Regions from separate parts of the Mus musculus genome. Here regions 2 and 3 are each linked to region 1. Evidence: chromatin contacts called from public HiChIP or PLAC-seq and promoter capture Hi-C data. All regions are on one chromosome and are shown on one strand. The core of a region is the stretch at or near the end of the contact, and the rest is flanking DNA. Distances in the headings are between cores, read along the strand shown. Region 1 has its middle 15 kb from the start of Gm35125. Region 2 overlaps Thada (thyroid adenoma associated). Region 3 overlaps Thada (thyroid adenoma associated).

Region 1 (5,135 bases), core at 1,195-3,694:
CGCCCTATAAAGAGCAAGGCACACTACATCATCATAGTGTAGACAATACTGTGTGTCCCCCTCGTTCCTGCCCAGTATGCCCTGGTACATTGAAGACTCAAAGAAGAGCCAACGCAGGAGGAATCAGAGCACAGTTCATAGCTTCTCTGTCCTTTCTTCTTCTTGTCCACCATCATGGTCATCACGTCCTCCCCTGGGAGCATCCAGAGGATGTGGCCATGAGGAAAAAGAGATGAGTGTAGAATTGTTAGGCCCAAGCATACACGTATAATGAAGGCATCTCCCAGCCCCACCTATGGCCACGATCATGTGCATTTATTCATTCACAGGCACAAAGCAGCAGGGTGGGCCTACCATAATCTAGCTCTTATTATAAAACCAGAATGCTTTCCATCTGGGTTTAAGCTGCAGCCTATGAAGTCGGGTCTATAAAAAAATAAGATTGGAAGTGAAAATATTGAGCACAGTAAATTATGGCTGCACTGTGTTCCCTCCCCAGGGCTGTCTTGGTTAAAGAACCTTTCACAAACCCATCTAGGGCTGCGCTTTCTATCTTCCCAGAGAGCGTTATGTTTGTTCACAGGAAGAAAGAGCCTAGATGGCGGAGCCTTGGTCAATAGAGCCAGCGTGCTTGGCCGTTGGCACCTGCCTGGCAGCTTAATGTTCCTTCAAAAGCAGAGTTACTCAGCTACAAAATGAAAGCCCCAAAGAGGCTGTTGCCTAGGAGAAGGTTTCCATCATGGCCACATGTCCCTCCCCGCTTCATCCCACCATGTCCGTCCTGACTGTATCACCGTCTTCCAGCACCGATTCAGTACGAGTGCCATTTTCTAGGCACTGGATGAGTGTTTTGGAGGAAGGGATGCCTGAGAGAGGGATCTCTCAGATCTCTGCAAAGGATAGAAGGGGATACTTGTGTACACAACCAACCCAGGGCCGGAAGGAAAGTTATGAATAAGACATTCAGGCATTCACGGTGTGTGTGTGTGTGTGTGTGTGTGTGTGTGTGTGTGTGTGTGTGTGTGTCTGAGAGAGAGAGAGAGAGAGAGGGAGAGAGAGAGAGAGAGAGAGAGAGAGAGAGAGAGAGAGAGAGGCTCTAGGAGAAGGCAGTTTTCAAGGTGTCTGGATAGATGGGTTGGGTGTGGACCTGCAGAAGAAGAAGGTCGTCTCAAAATGGGAAGTCTAACATTGGGATCAAGATGGGTATGGAATTCAGATGGACTAGACCACGGAGGTCCGTGGAGGGCAGAGAGGGAAGCCATGCTGAAGGAAGAATGGGGTTAGATGAAAGGACACAGCGGACAGAAGAGGAAGGCACTCAATCTGAAGAGTCTTGTTCTGTCATGTGGCAGAGCGCAGTGACTCCTGGTTGGCGCTGGGGCCAGTCTTTGTTGTGAGAGATCTCGAGGCACATGGCCGGTCTCTTTTGTCTGTATACTCTTTTTTTCCTAAAAGAACCCCAAAATAGGGTGGGAGGGGGAAAGAAAAATCCCAAATTCTTATTTCCCCTTTTAGCTGGTTTAAAAACTTGACAAAAAGTTTGAGCGCTAGCTGCTGACACAGTCTTGCTCTTTCGTGCTTTATCCACTTGGGAGGGAGATGGTGTCAAATGAAGGCCACAGTTCACCTCAGTGCAAATAAGGGCATCAGGGCCTTTTCAGAGGGCTTTTGCTTGGGAAATGGGTGGAGTGTGAGGGGACCAGACTTGGCACAGAAAGGACAGCGGCAAGAATGGCCCGGTTGGTCAAATCCACACGGCCTGCCTTGCCCTTCTTTGTGGCCTCGAACAGATGTTGTCTGAAGTGTGGGTCTCAGAGGTTCAGGGCCAATGTAAGGACATTCTCAAGAGCCAACGGGAGGAAGCCCAGGCACCCTGCATCTTGGGATGGAATGAGGCTGGTGCCATCCTTTGTAGACTCCGTCTGTGGGGCTGAGGGGGATGCTGGCTTCATCCCACTTTCTCAGAAATTCTGATGGGAACCAGTGGGGTTGTATTGAGAAGGATTTCCAAGCTCATTTCAAGCCTTTCCCTTGGCTTTATTCAGCAGGCCAGCCCCCCAGTGCCACAACATCCCCTATTCTCTCCTTTCTGGGCTGGTTAATGCGAGCTTTCTGTGGGGGCAGGAAAATGGAGCAGTTGTTCCATCGGGGCTGGGCACTGACCCTCTTTCTCTGGCAGACTCTTAGAATTTAGAACTTGGATCTCTCCCTCCACCCCACAGAGCACAGGGTGTGGGTCCAAGAAGCAGGGAACTATGGGAGAAAGGGGGTTTGTGACCCTTCTCCTCCTCCAGACTCGTCCTTATTCTCCGAGGACAGGCAGAAAGGGCTCTTCCAAGGCCTGCTGGCAGCCAGGCCCCGTTTGTGGTAGGCGGTGTTTATGTGAACGCACAAATGTTTATGTGAGATTGCCAACCGGTTATTTATGAGTCTCTCAGCCTTTCCCCAATAAAAGCTGTTCCCTCAATGTTCTGACAGGCCCTGCATCTGTAACTAATGTGTCACTCGCTCGCCTAATGCAGTTCACTTGTGTTTATTTTTGCACAAAAGCAATTTATCCAGCGGCTCTGGAAAAAAACAGCCCTGTCAGGAACCTTCTTGGGAGCCGAGTGTTTTTCCTCAAAAGAAGGCCCAAATGGCTCACAGGGCAGGGCAGGCTGTTGGGGCATGTGCCCAAAGTGCCCAGAATGTGAGGGTGGGCAGCGGGTGTGAGGAGAGCTGAGCCCTCACTGTTATCTCTGGTTGTAAGGGTGTGTGTCTGTTTGCAACTTCCTGTGGGACTGTGTAGGTTTGTGTTGGCCTTTCAATAGAAAAGTTCTGCCCAGAATGTTGAATGATTTTAAAATGGTGTTGGGGGTGAGGTGACGCTAGCTTCACTATCCCTCTGGTCGTCATAAATCAAAGTTGGGAGAGTAGGCTGTTGGCGGTTAAAGGGCCTGGAGGAGGTAGCTTAAGGGAGGGCAAGGAGGGCGAGAGCAGGGGCTAAAGGGGAGGATGCTTGGCTTTAGGGCAAAAAGAGCATGAGCTCTGGGCAGTCCAGGACCAGAATGATAAAAAGTTGAAGGCAGATGACTGTGCAGGGCTCCTCTCTGCGCGGGTTAATCTGACGATTGTCACTGTTTTCGTTGCTGTAGGGAAAGGGTGCTCTGAGGGCTTGTTGGATGGCACTGAGGAAGCAGAGATCTCCAGCTCTAGAATTTCAGGGGGAAAGGAAATGAGCCGGGGAGGGAGGGAGGGGTCAGGAGTCAACCAGATGCAAAGAGGAGCCCCCTGTTGGGCTGCACAAGAGCCTGGGGTCTCTATGGTCCTTCACTCCATCCCATCGACTGCCACAACTAACACAAGGCAGTCGATCGGGCAGGAGAGGAAGTGACTCTGGGTAGAGCCCTTCCGCTGCTGGGGATGACCCCGGGTACTTGAGCCCACAGTGCGCAGAGGCCCAACTCATGGTAGATCCTTTCTTGCCATTTCAAAATGGCCTAGTAGGAATAGTAGTGGTGAGCTAGGATAGTGACATCAAAGCCTGAGGAAGCCAGCTCTCCCTCTCGGAGACATGACACCTTCTTCTAGTCTTTCTCACACCAAATCATGACTGTTCTGTCCCAGTTGGCAGGAAGATGGTCTGAATGATCTCCATCTTGGGTTGTTCTCCAAGGAGATTTTGTTAAACCATGATGGCGGACGATGTCAAGCCAAAGATTCTCGTGTTAACAGGGAAGTAGATGTACGGTGTGGGGATGGAGCCTTTGGGTCTTTCTGTTTTGAAGTCTTTGAGGCCTGGCCTAGGCTTTGACTGCTCTTCTCCTTTCTATGCACAGGGATGAAGGCAGCTTTGAGTGTGGGGTAGGGAAAATGGCTGAAGGGCAATCCTGTGCTCCAGGAATCAGCCCACTTTAGAATCTAAAAAGTCGGCCCCTCATGTTGAGGCCCCAACTCCACCTTACCACCCTCCCAGGGATCGTCTCCGACCTCCCTTGCACGTCTTTCCCAGGACTGCCCTCTCACAGTCTGGCTAAGCATCTCTCTTTGCCTTCTGCACTAAGTCACAGTCGTAAGGCGCTTCCCCAGCCTAGCTTGCCTTCCTCACAGCTCCCCACTCGAATGCTGCCCACTCCCCCACCCCATGGGAGAGAGTGGGCCACAGAATTTACAGATCACACTTTCCACGGACAAAATCAGTCTTAGACTCTAAAATGAGAATTCACAAATTCCAAACCCCCCGGGAGGGCTTGAAAAGAGAGCCAGGGCAGATGGCAGGAAATAAAGGGTCTTCCGTAGGTAGGCATGTTGGGGAGGGGCGTGCCAGTGAGGAGTGGTCGGGACGGAGGCTTCGTCCTTGGAGAGTGAGGGAGTGGGAAGCCATTCTTCTCATTTCAAATCTGGATTTTTGACGTGATCTCTCCTAGGGTTACATGTTGGCAACAAGATTCATGTCTAACATGCTGCAGGCCAAACAAAACAGTCTCAGACTGGTTGGGGCTGGGCTATCGCTGTGCTATTGTGAAATGGAGCAGAACTGCCATCTGAGATGTGCCCTCCGCCCCACACTCTCTTAGCAACTCTTGGATGGGAATATTTTTTTAAAAAGATTTATCTATTTATTTTATGTATATGAGTGCACTGTCTTTAGACACACCAGAAGAGGGCATCGGATCCCCTTATAGATGTTTGTGAGCTACCATGTGGTTGCTGGGAATTGAACTCAGGACCTCTGCAAGAGCAGTCAGTGCTCTTAACTGCTGAGCCATCTCTCTAGACCTTGGATGGGAATCTTGACTGTGAGCACCTAGTGCCGGAAGCTGAAAATACAGCCCCATCTCCTGAGAAATGTCAGCTGACACCCACCTGTTCTTCTCTTTGGACCCTGTCACTCCTCTTAGCAGGTGCTGTGGAGTTCTGTCTAGACCCAGCCTCTGGGGATCCTGGAGCCGAAGGACTCAGTCAGGGAGCCCTGCTTCTCACTGATGTTGGGAGCAGCGGTTCTTAGTGTATTAAAGGATGCTGCAATCCTTTGATACAGTTCCTCGTGTGTGGTGATCCCCAGCCATAAGATTATTTCATTGCTACTTCATAACTGTCATCTTGCTACTGTTAAGAATCATAATGTCAATATCTGACATGTGACCCCCTCGAAG
Region 2 (5,135 bases), core at 1,277-3,776, 480 kb after region 1:
AACCTTCCCTCCAAAGGCATTGTTAAGTGATGATAAAATTTCTAGTTTAAAACACACAGGGAAAACTTTTCTAGTTTCAAACAAAACCAGAAGTTACAAACTTCAAACATCAAGTTTCCTAGAGGAAAGTAATATGCAAATGTAATTACGTCATGGGAAATGCTAAGGCAGCTTTAATTAAAAGGAGAAATCCCTCAGAATAGGTCATTTTGGAGGCAAGCACTGCAGTTCCTCTTCCTTTCTGCCCTTCTTTCACTCACTGAAGACTATGGGGGTGGCACTGGGGGTGCAAAGGCCTTCAGTGTTCAGTTCCCCACGGTACTGGACAAACTCTAAATCAAAGCCACAGAGGGACCCACCAAAACGCTATTCTGTTTTTGAAAGTGGCCTTAACCGTGAAAAGGCACATTTCCAGTTGAAAATTCAAAGGTAGTTCTCCCAACAGAGAGCTGATTATTTGGTCGGAGACATGTGGTAAACATTCCCCAAGGAAGGAGCAAGTGAGAAAAGGGCAAAGGCAGAGGCGTGGGAGGGAGGGCCTGCGCCACCTCTGCAAGCTGTAGTCAGAGTATGCACACCGCTCCATAAAAAGTGGCTGCTTAAAGCAAAGCTCCAGCTTCCCCAGGGTGAACACCATGACATCTGTCCTCTTGTCATAACAGCAGCTAAGTGGAGTTGGGAAAATATTCTCTGCTCTAGAGCTGTTGGTGCATAATTACATGGTTTCTCTTGAGCTCTGGTTCCCCTCTGTTTATTCTGCACATCTGCTCTCCCAATACCTGATCACACAAAGGTATCATAAAGAGCAAACCAACAGGTATAAAGAGACCAGCCCTCAACACAGATCAAAGCAAACAGCCCGTGGAGTGCTCTGGAAATCTTGGCTGGCAGCTCTTGTAAATAAAAGTGCTTCTGAAGCAGAAAGCATTCAACCTCCGTATTTATATAGGGCGTGATTGACAGCTTAGTTATTAACTTCATAAAAACACAGGCAATGCTAACTAGCAAGAATGTTTGTTCTAGCTGTTCTATCTGAAGGAAAATGAAATCCAAGATAGAATGGCTTGCTCTCTGTTTCTTTTAAGTATTTATTTTAGAACCGTGCAGTATAAAAGAATGTTTTTTCAAGTCAGTGAACTTAAGCTATTTTGCTTACTGTTCTGGAATTTAAGTATGTTGTTATAATTCTTTAGAAAACAAATGTTACATTTACTAAAGGCAAATTCCAATGGTGCACCATGATCTTTTGAAGCCCTCAAAAGATTTTTAATCTTCTGAATTACTAAAACTAAAGAAATTTTACATTAATTAACCTCTCTTCCAGTAACTAAAGTGGATCAAGTCAGAGACTCAAAGGGCAGAAATACTTCCCCTGTGCTCTGTTCTCAGGCACGTATCCTCTGAGTGACTTAGGCAGCAGACCTAAGTTCTGCCAGGAAGAGGGAAGAACTGATGTGTATTTTACTAATATTATATTGATGTTTTTAACTGTACTTTTTGTTTGTTTGTTTGTTTTTTTGTTTTTTGAGACAAGGTTTCTCTGTATAGCCCTGGCTGTCCTGGAACTCACTTTTTAGACCAGGCTGGCCTCGAACTCAGAAATCCGCCTGCCTCTGCCTCCCAAGTGCTGGGATTAAAGGCGTGCGCCACCACACCCGGCTTTTAACATACTTTATCACATACAACATTTATTGAAATATTACAAGGTAGCATGCTTTATTTTTTTAAAAAATTCTTAGAAACTATTGTCAGCAGCAAGTAGATGTTCCATCAGGAAATCCTTTAGAACTAAAATCCAATTTTGTATGCAATCTTTTTTTCTATCTCTCTTGAAGTTAATACAGTTAGCACCCATGCCCAACCCCAGCAGGTCCAACTAGAAACGTCAGCTAACAAATAAACACATTTCTCCAACTCAGAGCATAACTTTTTAAGTAGCAGCCCTGAGTATCTACATAATGAGGGAATCTAAATACACTTGCGTTTATCCAATCTATACTCTTCTTCATGTATAAAATAATTTTTTATATAACAAACAAATGGAGGGGGAAAAACAAGTTTTGCTTTTAGAATCAATAATGAATACTTTTAAAGTTGGAGTCATATGAAATTGGCATTTCCTGGCCAAATAAATGCTTATGAAATGGACTGGTGTTTCTGTGAGGATTTGTTTATGTGTTCTTAATATCCTCAGGCCTCAGAGTTTTTTCCATGTAAACATGAGTTTTGTTAAATACCTCTTAAATTTAATTTAAAAGGCTATTTGTTATCAAACCGTTTCCCTCTTAGAAAAGGCTGTCATCAGATGAGCAGCAAACCAAACCCAAGAACAAACCCCACATCCCCAGGAACCCATCCTTGCTCGTCAGTACATTTTATGTACCACAGCCCTGCTTCCTTCAGCACTGGCAAACAGCAGCCTTTCAGAACACAGAATTCTTATGAAATGAATACTCAGCCTCAGAGCATGCCCTGGCCTCCTCCACTACACACTCCTCCCCCTACAGGACTATATTTTCAAGCTAGAATATTTGTTTTGACAGACTTCTGCTTGCTTAATTCTCTGGCAAAGGCTTTCTTGTGTACTCCTGGCCAGTAATGAACATTTTGCCAAAAATATGCAACTCTTGGCAGGACAAGAATAGGGGTGAAAAAAGCCCTGCTGGCAGAGCCTTCCAGAATTGAAGAGAAAAGCAGGTACAGCGGATAAAGAGAATCCTTTCCCTAGCGTATTCTAATTGTCTGCTTCCCTCTTTCTCCTATCTTGAGGAACGTTTCACCTGGCAGCTTGACGTATTTTCTCTGCACTGCATAAAGCACTGGAGACGACTCCTCCGACCTTGCTTTCTAACGCAAGACCTACTTTTTTCCAAATGAAAAACATAGGTGAGCTAATCCTACTCAGAGAGCAAATCTCCCCAAACAATTTCTTAATTACAGTTTGTCAAGAAAATTAAAATCCATTGGACTTGTTTAATCCCAAGGATACTGTCATTATTTCTCCAATTACATTTAAGGACTCAAAACCATAACAAAGCAAAAAGAGTTCAGCCTTCCCCCACTAAGTTCCAATGGCTGGGCAAAGAACCAGCAGGCTCCCTAAAGCGCCTTGTGAGGGTGGGGAGTCTTGGGATGAACAGCCCAGGAACACATTTCCTCCACGGGGGAATCCAAGCAACAAAATACTCACTGATTTTAAGATACACAAGCACACATGTCCTGTCTCCAAATCTGATACTAGAACAGTCTATCTCTGTTGAGAGATTTTACCACATAAATCATTTAACCAGCGATGCTTCCTGGATGGCATTCTCAGCCGTTTGGTGTGCCTACTCACTGAGACATAAAATACCAGCTACACGTGGAAGACTCCTTTGTCTAGGCAGACCTTACTCCTGGGCTCCAGACCCTGTGTATATAACTGCCAAGCGGACATGCTCCATTGGCTCTCCCTCTAGCGTCTCAAGTCTTGGGTCAAAAGTGAACTCAGGAGGCTAGGGATGTTCAGCTGCTACACCGCCTGCCTAGCAAGCATAGTCATTCCCAGAGCCAACAAGCTGGGTGTGGTAACTTACACCTGTAACCAGTGGTAGAGGAGGGAGGAGCGGAAGGTCAATGTCATCTTAACTACATAGTGAGCGAGAGGGTAGCCGGAGACTCATAAATTCCTGGGGGCTGGGGGTGGGGATGGAGGGAGAAAGGAAAGGCAGGTGAGAGGGAGGGAGGGAAAGAGTGAAATAGAGATAGGAAAGGAAGGCAGGCAGGCAAATTATCACACAACCATCCTCAACACCTCTATAAATGATACTACTCCACAGTTTTCTTTACTTGCCTGACTTCTACATATTTCTCAAGCTCACACCCTGACTTTTACGGGATAATCTTCAATCACACCCTGCTTCCAAACCCCTCCCTACAAAAGGCTCTGAGGTCGGGGCCTGCAATGTGGAGTGCACCTACTCTAGTTGACTCTGAGAGTCTTTTTATTTTTGCATATGTGACTGTGCCTGAAGTATGTATGTGTAACACATCCATGTTTGGTGCCTGCAACGGCCTGAACAGGGCGTTGGATTGCCTAGACCTGGAGTGAGCCATCAAGGTGTTTATGGGGACCAAGCCCAGGCTCCGTAAGAAGAGCAAGTGCTTTCATCAACCATCTCTCCAGCCCTTAGCTCGGAGATTCTTAAAGCTAAAGACTTAAATGCTCAGCACATTACTCTGCACACAGCAAGCAAAGCAAGTCCACTGAATAAATGTTTCTAGCAACAGCAAAATGCCCTCTGCATCTCCTCTATGCCAGGCACTCTTTCAGGGTTGTGTGGACAATACTAACACAATCCCACAAGCCTCAGACGTCTGTCTGTCCTGTTTGCTATGTGAGGGTAGTGAAGCAGGGATGAATGTACGTCATCAGTCCTCCAGTATGACATAATGCTCTTATCTCCAGGAGCCTGAGCAATTTTATTCCACCTCTCAGGAAAGAGGACACGATCAAACCACTAGCAAAACTCTGTTGCTTTTAGAAATGGTGTGTATTAGTCAACAAAAAAGCTCTGATATAATGGAAAAATAACTAGGTTAGGAGTTAACACCAGCTCTGCATCACAGCAGATATGAAACATGTAGCAAATTAATCACAGAAACTCCCAAGACTGCCATCTGGAATGGGGCAATAATACTTATCCTACTGGGAATGCCTGGGAACACATGAGATAAGGAGAAGACAGTCTGCAGGCTTTTTATAACGCTGGGTACATTACTGTTATTGCAACCAGAAATAGCAGAATAAGAGGACATTCGCCTCTGCATACAGCCAGTACCTGCAACTGGTCACTGCATACTTTTATTTTGATTTTCTCTTTCAAATAATTGGAAAAGTTTTCACATTTGCATAGCTGTTTCTACCAAATGTTGAAACAATCTTTAGTAAACTGAACCAATTATAGCACATCTGTTTTAAGGCTTTCAGTATAAAATTAGAAAATGAAAAAATACTGAATATTAATAAAAGTTTGAGAATAGTTTCAAATTTTTCAAAAGCAAAACAAGGAGCAACACAAGGAACTAAAGTATCCACACTACAGAGACTTCCCATGTCCTCTGTCACTGGTGGAATCTTATATAATGCAGCCAGG
Region 3 (5,135 bases), core at 1,550-4,049, 350 kb after region 1:
GAGTGGATTCTGCTGGTCTCAGGTTATGCAGATTTCTGGCTTGTTCAGAAGCTGACAAGATAATCTGCTCTGTGTTCTGGCACAGTCATACTCCGAAGAACTCTCCCAGAGTTTGCTGGGTTTATGACTGGGTAGGCAGGGTCTGCAGTTCTAAGTGAAGTGCAGCTGATGCTGGCTTAATACTTCCCAGTAGGGTAAAGGAACATCATTCATCATGGTGCATTCAGAAGAATGAACAAACATGATCAAATGATGCAGACAGGCAGGGCAGGCAGGCAGGCAGGGCAGGCAGGGTAGGGCAGGCAGGCAGGGCAAGGCAGAGAGGCAGGGCAGAGAGGCAGGCAGGGCAGGGAGGGCAGGGCAGAGAGGCAGGCAGGGCGGGGCAGGGCGGGGCAGGGCAGGGCAGGGCAGGGCAGGCAGGCAGGCAGGGCAGGCAGGGTAGGGCAGGCAGGGTAGGGCAGGCAGGCAGGGCAAGGCAGAGAGGCAGGGCAGAGAGGCAGGCAGGGCAGGGAGGGCAGGGCAGAGAGGCAGGCAGGGCGGGGCAGGGCGGGGCAGGGCAGGGCAGGGCAGGGCAGGCAGGCAGGGCAGGCAGGCAGGCAAGGAGGGCAGGCAGGCAGGCAAGGAGGGCAGGCAGGCAGGGCAGGGCAGGCAGGCAGGGCAGGCAGGGCATGCAGGCAGGCAAGGAGGGCAGGCAGGCAGGGCAGGCAGGGCAGGCAGGCAGGGCAGACAGGCAGGGCAGACAGGCAGGCAGGGCATGCAGGCAGGCAGGGCAGGCAGGCAGGGCAGGGCAGGGCAGGGCAGGGCAGGCAGGGCAGGCAGGGCAGGCATACAGAGGGGCCTTCCACAGTGTAGATGCTCACCACATACAGTTCTTGGGCTCTTTTAAGTCTTAGATGTAGCAGAGAATTAACAAGACCAGCCTCTACTTCTTGGAGGTCCCACCCTCCCCTCTGTGCATCAGAACCTAGTGACCAGTGAGGGGGCCTCTAGGAGGAACAAGAGGCTGGAGGGAGGAGTACACAATTTTTTATTATGAACAACTGCAGAGATAACACAGCATTCCTTCCCTACAGTGGTTCTCAGCCCAGGGAGCATGGGAAACTCATTGGGGAACTTTCGCAAAGCATGTCTAGCTTTAAAGTGACCCAGGTCACTCTGGTGCACATCTGGGACTGACAGCTACCGTTGGTGCTTCCACACCCACTACAGCACTCACCACAAGGTTTCCCAACAGGATCTCTCTGACAAAGTATGTCTTGGGGTAGCAAATGCAGTCTATTTCAACATACGGTACTTACATTTTTGTTTTTAATGGGTGCCTTTTATAAGCAGGGCACAGAACCTGACAGTAGCTTTCTGGTATGAAGCTTAACAGCTTTCTCTAGCGGGCAGTAATTTTTAAACTAACTTTTCTGTTTGTCATCTCAAACTTGATTGGGTTTTGCCTCAGGAAGCCATGGTCTCACTGAAAGGACCAAGTCCTTGTTTGATTGGCCCCACTGTATTTGTATGAGGGTCAGATGGCTTTGGCAATCCTATTTTGCATAGACATTTCCAGTCTTCCCTGTTGGGAAGTGTTCACATGTCCCAGTATGGTCAGCGCAGTCACTCAGGACTGTGTTACTGAGTCTCACACTCGATGTGTGCTCATCTTCAGATATGGCTTTTGTTTGTTCTTCTAAGCAAAGCGTATTTCTGGTCTTTAAGATAATGACTTAATGGCTGGATTCATACGGAAGGAACTACCTCCTGCTGTACTATGACCTTTCTCATTGGAGAAACATATTATTGGGTTTGGTGGCTCATGCCTGTAATCCTAGCACTTTGAAGGCAGAGGCAGAAGGATCCCTGAGAGTTCAAGGCTAGCACAATGAGACTTAATCTCAAAAATATAAAATCAAGTCCTAAGTAATAGAGCAGTCAGTTTTAAGTTACCAATTTAAGAAAGGTGTTTTTATTTTAAGTGATGTGCATATGTGTATCTGTCTGTGTCCAAGGAGGCTAAAAGTGGGCACCAGGTCCACAGAGCTGGAGTTAAAGACACAGTGCACTGCCAGAGGAGGGTGCGAGGAACCACACTCAGGTCTTCTGTAAGAGCAGCATGTGTGGAGCGGCTATGAGCAAATCCCAAGGAGACTTACTATATTCCTTTGAGGCTCCCTGCCACTGAACTTCAGAGGCTCTTATTCCACTTGACCCTGTGTGCTGCTCCCTCACCTCAAACTGAATCTGTCTTCTGCAAAGCTCTGAATTCTCTCATGCGGCTAGGCCAATACAAGTTTGCAGATTGGCTGGGGATATGGCTTGGTTGTTAGGGTGTTTGCCTGCCATGTGTAAGTTCCTGAGTTGGATTCCCAGTCCACATACTCTAGGTCCTGTACTCCTGTCATCCCAGCACTGAAGCGGTGGAGGTAGGAGGATCAAGTGCTCGTGTCACTTGGCTACAGAGTGGGTACACGGCATCCTGGGATACACAGGACCCTCTCCTGCCAAGTGAGCAGATACAGTAGTCCTAAACTTTCACCCAGCATTCCTTAAAGGAGGGGCTAAGAAAGTCTCGATGTGCAGTGGGGTGTCCCACCTTCTCCCAGGTCAGTGAGAGCTACAACCGAGCCAAGTGAAGTTCTTATCTGAACTGGGTCTAAAAATAATCAGCTGATAATTTGTACTCTGCAAATGTTAATGTCTTGTTATGTAATTTCTCAGTAAAAAAAATACTTGTACAGAAAAGGAAACCATAGGAACTACAACAACAAAATCAGCTGATTTATTAATTTTTGGCTTTTCCTTATCAAAGGGAAATTCCATTCTTCTGTTTAATCCAACGCCTCTCCCAGTAAAGCTGTGATCCTGACCCCAGAGGCCCTTCCAGTTACAAACATGGAGAAGCTGGGAGAGGCCCTGGAAACAGGTCTTCTCTGAGCTGGTCTTGGCCTGCTCTTTCTTGTCAGATTTGTTCCTGGTTCTCTGACACCCTTCAAAGAGGTGTCCATCACTTTCCCCTGTGTGCTGGACAGTTTTATGTCAACTTGACACAAGCTAAAGTCATCTGAGAGAAGGGAACCTCAGTTAAGGAAAACCTCAGTTAAGGAAATCTGACTGTAGGCAAGCCTGTAGGGCATTCTCTTAATTAGTAATTGATAGGGGAGAGCCCAACCTATTGTGGGTGGTGCCATCCCTAGGCTGGTAGTCCTGGGTTCTATAAGAAAGGAGGCTGAGCAAGCCATGGAGAGCAAGCCAGTAAGCAGTATCCCTCCGTGGCCTCTGCATCAGCTCCTGCCTCTGTTCCTGCCCTGTCTTAAGTTTCTCTCAACTGTCTTCAATGATGGACTATTATGTAGAAGAGTGAGCCGGATAAACCCTTTCCTCCCAAGCTGCTTTTGCTTACAGTGTTCCATCGCAGCAGTAGTTACTCTAACCAGGAAACTCTGGTTGTCAGAACGTTATGAGAATCATGCATCTCTCCCTCATCCTCCCAAATATCAGTTTTAGGCTGGCATGGAACTCACTATGTAGCTGAGGATGGCCCTGAACTTCAGCCCCTCTTGCTTGCATTTCAAGTGCTCGCATTACAGGCCTATGCACCAGGCTAGCTCAGGGGCAGGTGTGTTTAAGCAAAGAATCCTTAATGTGCTGGTGGGGACGGACTGAGGATGTCTTTTAAGTATACTATTTGAAGAACACCTTCTTAAGCCATAAGCTGTGAGCTCAGCCCTTCTAACTTGTGAATCAGAAGATTACAGAAGGGAAGGGATGAGTGCATGGGGGGGGGACTACAATTTCTAACTACTTCCCTCCAGTTCCATCCCAGCAGCCTTTACCCAACACAGGGAGCCAATCAGGAAACACTGCAGATAAACACAGGACGAACTAAAGACACAAACATGCAGTTATTTCCCAACATAGTCTGCTTCTGCTTCTTCAAAGAACTGCACCACAGTGCAAGATTTGGAGGGGATTTGCACCACCATAAACCCTAGCACCTGCCACCCTTTGATTGACCTATTTCCCACAAAGGATTTTAGGCCTCTCTGATGTTTCCAGGCAACAGGAGACACCATGAAAGCACTCTGAGGACCACACCTGGATAGACAGGCTCTTTTTAGTACCTTGGTCGATTTCTGTTGCCTTACCAGCATCGAGAGGGACTGGGACCAAGCAATCTCAGTCCTTGTCAGTGATAAAAGACAGTCCTGAGACTCTGCCTGAGCTCTAAAGTATGTACTTAAGAAACAGAATCTGGAGGCTGGAGCAACTGCTCAGCAGTTAAGAGCACTGACTGCCCTTTCCAGAGGTCCCAAGTTCAATTCCCAGCAACCACATGGTTGCTGTAATGAGATCTGATGCCCTCTTCTGGTGTGCCTCAAAACAGCTACAGTGTACTCATACATAAAATGAATAAATTGCAAAAAGAAAAGAAAAAGAATCTAAGAGCAAAGAGGCCTCTGGAACTACTGGATTGCAGACACACTACAAGAGGAGGAGTGCAGGGAGGGCTCCCAGCAGGCGAGCCCAGCAGAATCTGGCTGGGTTGCAGAAGTCCACCATGGAGGGAGGAGTTAAGGAACTTCTTCCAGGTAAGCAACAGGAGGTGAGCCAAGGAGGAAGGGCACCAGGATTCCTGTTGTATTTAATGTGCCCACCACAACCCCAGACGAGGCAGTAAAAGGGTGGGAATTTACACACTGGGTGCTGACAGACATCAGTGAAAATTCAAGACTGAGGCCCTGATCCAGAACAGTGGCTTTATAAAAAGAGGAGAGACGTCTGAGCCAGGATGCTCTCCACACTGCTGCCCTCTGCCATGGACGTCACTACTGGACGCCCTCGACAATGCCAGGTAGATGCTGATGTCAAGTTCTTTCACTTCTAGACTGGTGAGCCAAAGAAATCTATTTTCTTTGTAAGTTAGCCTTTCTGTGATGTTTCTAGCAGCAGAAAATGGGTTGAGACACCCAAACATCAGCGCAGAGGCTCTTTCTCCACGTGATAGCCTCCCTTCTTTGCTGTCAATTAACTTCCAGACTCCTATGTTGTACAGATCTATTATCCCAGCACTCTGGGGAAGGTAGGATGATGGTTCAAAGAAGTTGAAAAAGATCAAAATGAAACTTCTAGAGATAAACAGTCCAATG

What was found. HiChIP or PLAC-seq counts read pairs in DNA pulled down with a chosen protein or histone mark. Capture Hi-C pulls out chosen DNA fragments and counts their contacts.
Region 2: a promoter capture Hi-C map of adipose tissue shows a contact between it and region 1. The contact joins two enhancer-like sites. A contact is called at or near these places in 4 of 15 datasets of contacts at CTCF or cohesin (the NIH/3T3 cell line, large pre-B cells and stem cell-derived epiblast-like cells), 16 of 484 Hi-C or Micro-C datasets (B-cell progenitors, CD4 T cells, the G1E-ER4 cell line and 9 more), 8 of 115 datasets of contacts at active chromatin or transcription factors (the HPC-7 cell line, astrocytes, embryonic basal ganglia and 3 more) and 2 of 9 other capture datasets (adipose tissue and embryonic stem cells).
Region 3: a contact with region 1 is called in an H3K27ac HiChIP or PLAC-seq map of heart atrium, with 6 times the contacts expected there. The contact joins two enhancer-like sites. A contact is called at or near these places in 1 of 15 datasets of contacts at CTCF or cohesin (large pre-B cells), 9 of 484 Hi-C or Micro-C datasets (the G1E-ER4 cell line, bone marrow-derived macrophages, double positive thymocytes and 2 more), 2 of 115 datasets of contacts at active chromatin or transcription factors (heart atrium and pancreatic cancer cells) and 2 of 9 other capture datasets (embryonic stem cells and liver).

Annotation. Positions count from the first base shown.
Region 1 is chr17:83,887,602-83,892,736 of GRCm38.p6, forward strand. No RefSeq gene overlaps it. Among named protein-coding and RNA genes, the nearest start is that of Gm35125, 15 kb to the left of the region's middle. Within about 2 kb of position 2,445, at least 102 of the 459 cell types and tissues checked have an H3K27ac peak or open chromatin away from gene starts, as enhancers often do. A contact at or near this core is called in adipose tissue, astrocytes, heart atrium and 2 more, where this site is marked.
Region 2 is chr17:84,365,310-84,370,444 of GRCm38.p6, forward strand. The region is part of intron 26 of Thada (thyroid adenoma associated); the gene reads right to left. Among named protein-coding and RNA genes, the nearest start is that of Gm24722, 24 kb to the right of the region's middle. Within about 2 kb of position 2,527, at least 86 of the 459 cell types and tissues checked have an H3K27ac peak or open chromatin away from gene starts, as enhancers often do. A contact at or near this core is called in adipose tissue, astrocytes, heart atrium and 2 more, where this site is marked.
Region 3 is chr17:84,234,527-84,239,661 of GRCm38.p6, forward strand. All of the region lies in intron 31 of Thada (thyroid adenoma associated), which reads right to left. Among named protein-coding and RNA genes, the nearest start is that of Gm36279, 45 kb to the left of the region's middle. Within about 2 kb of position 2,800, at least 42 of the 459 cell types and tissues checked have an H3K27ac peak or open chromatin away from gene starts, as enhancers often do. A contact at or near this core is called in heart atrium, where this site is marked.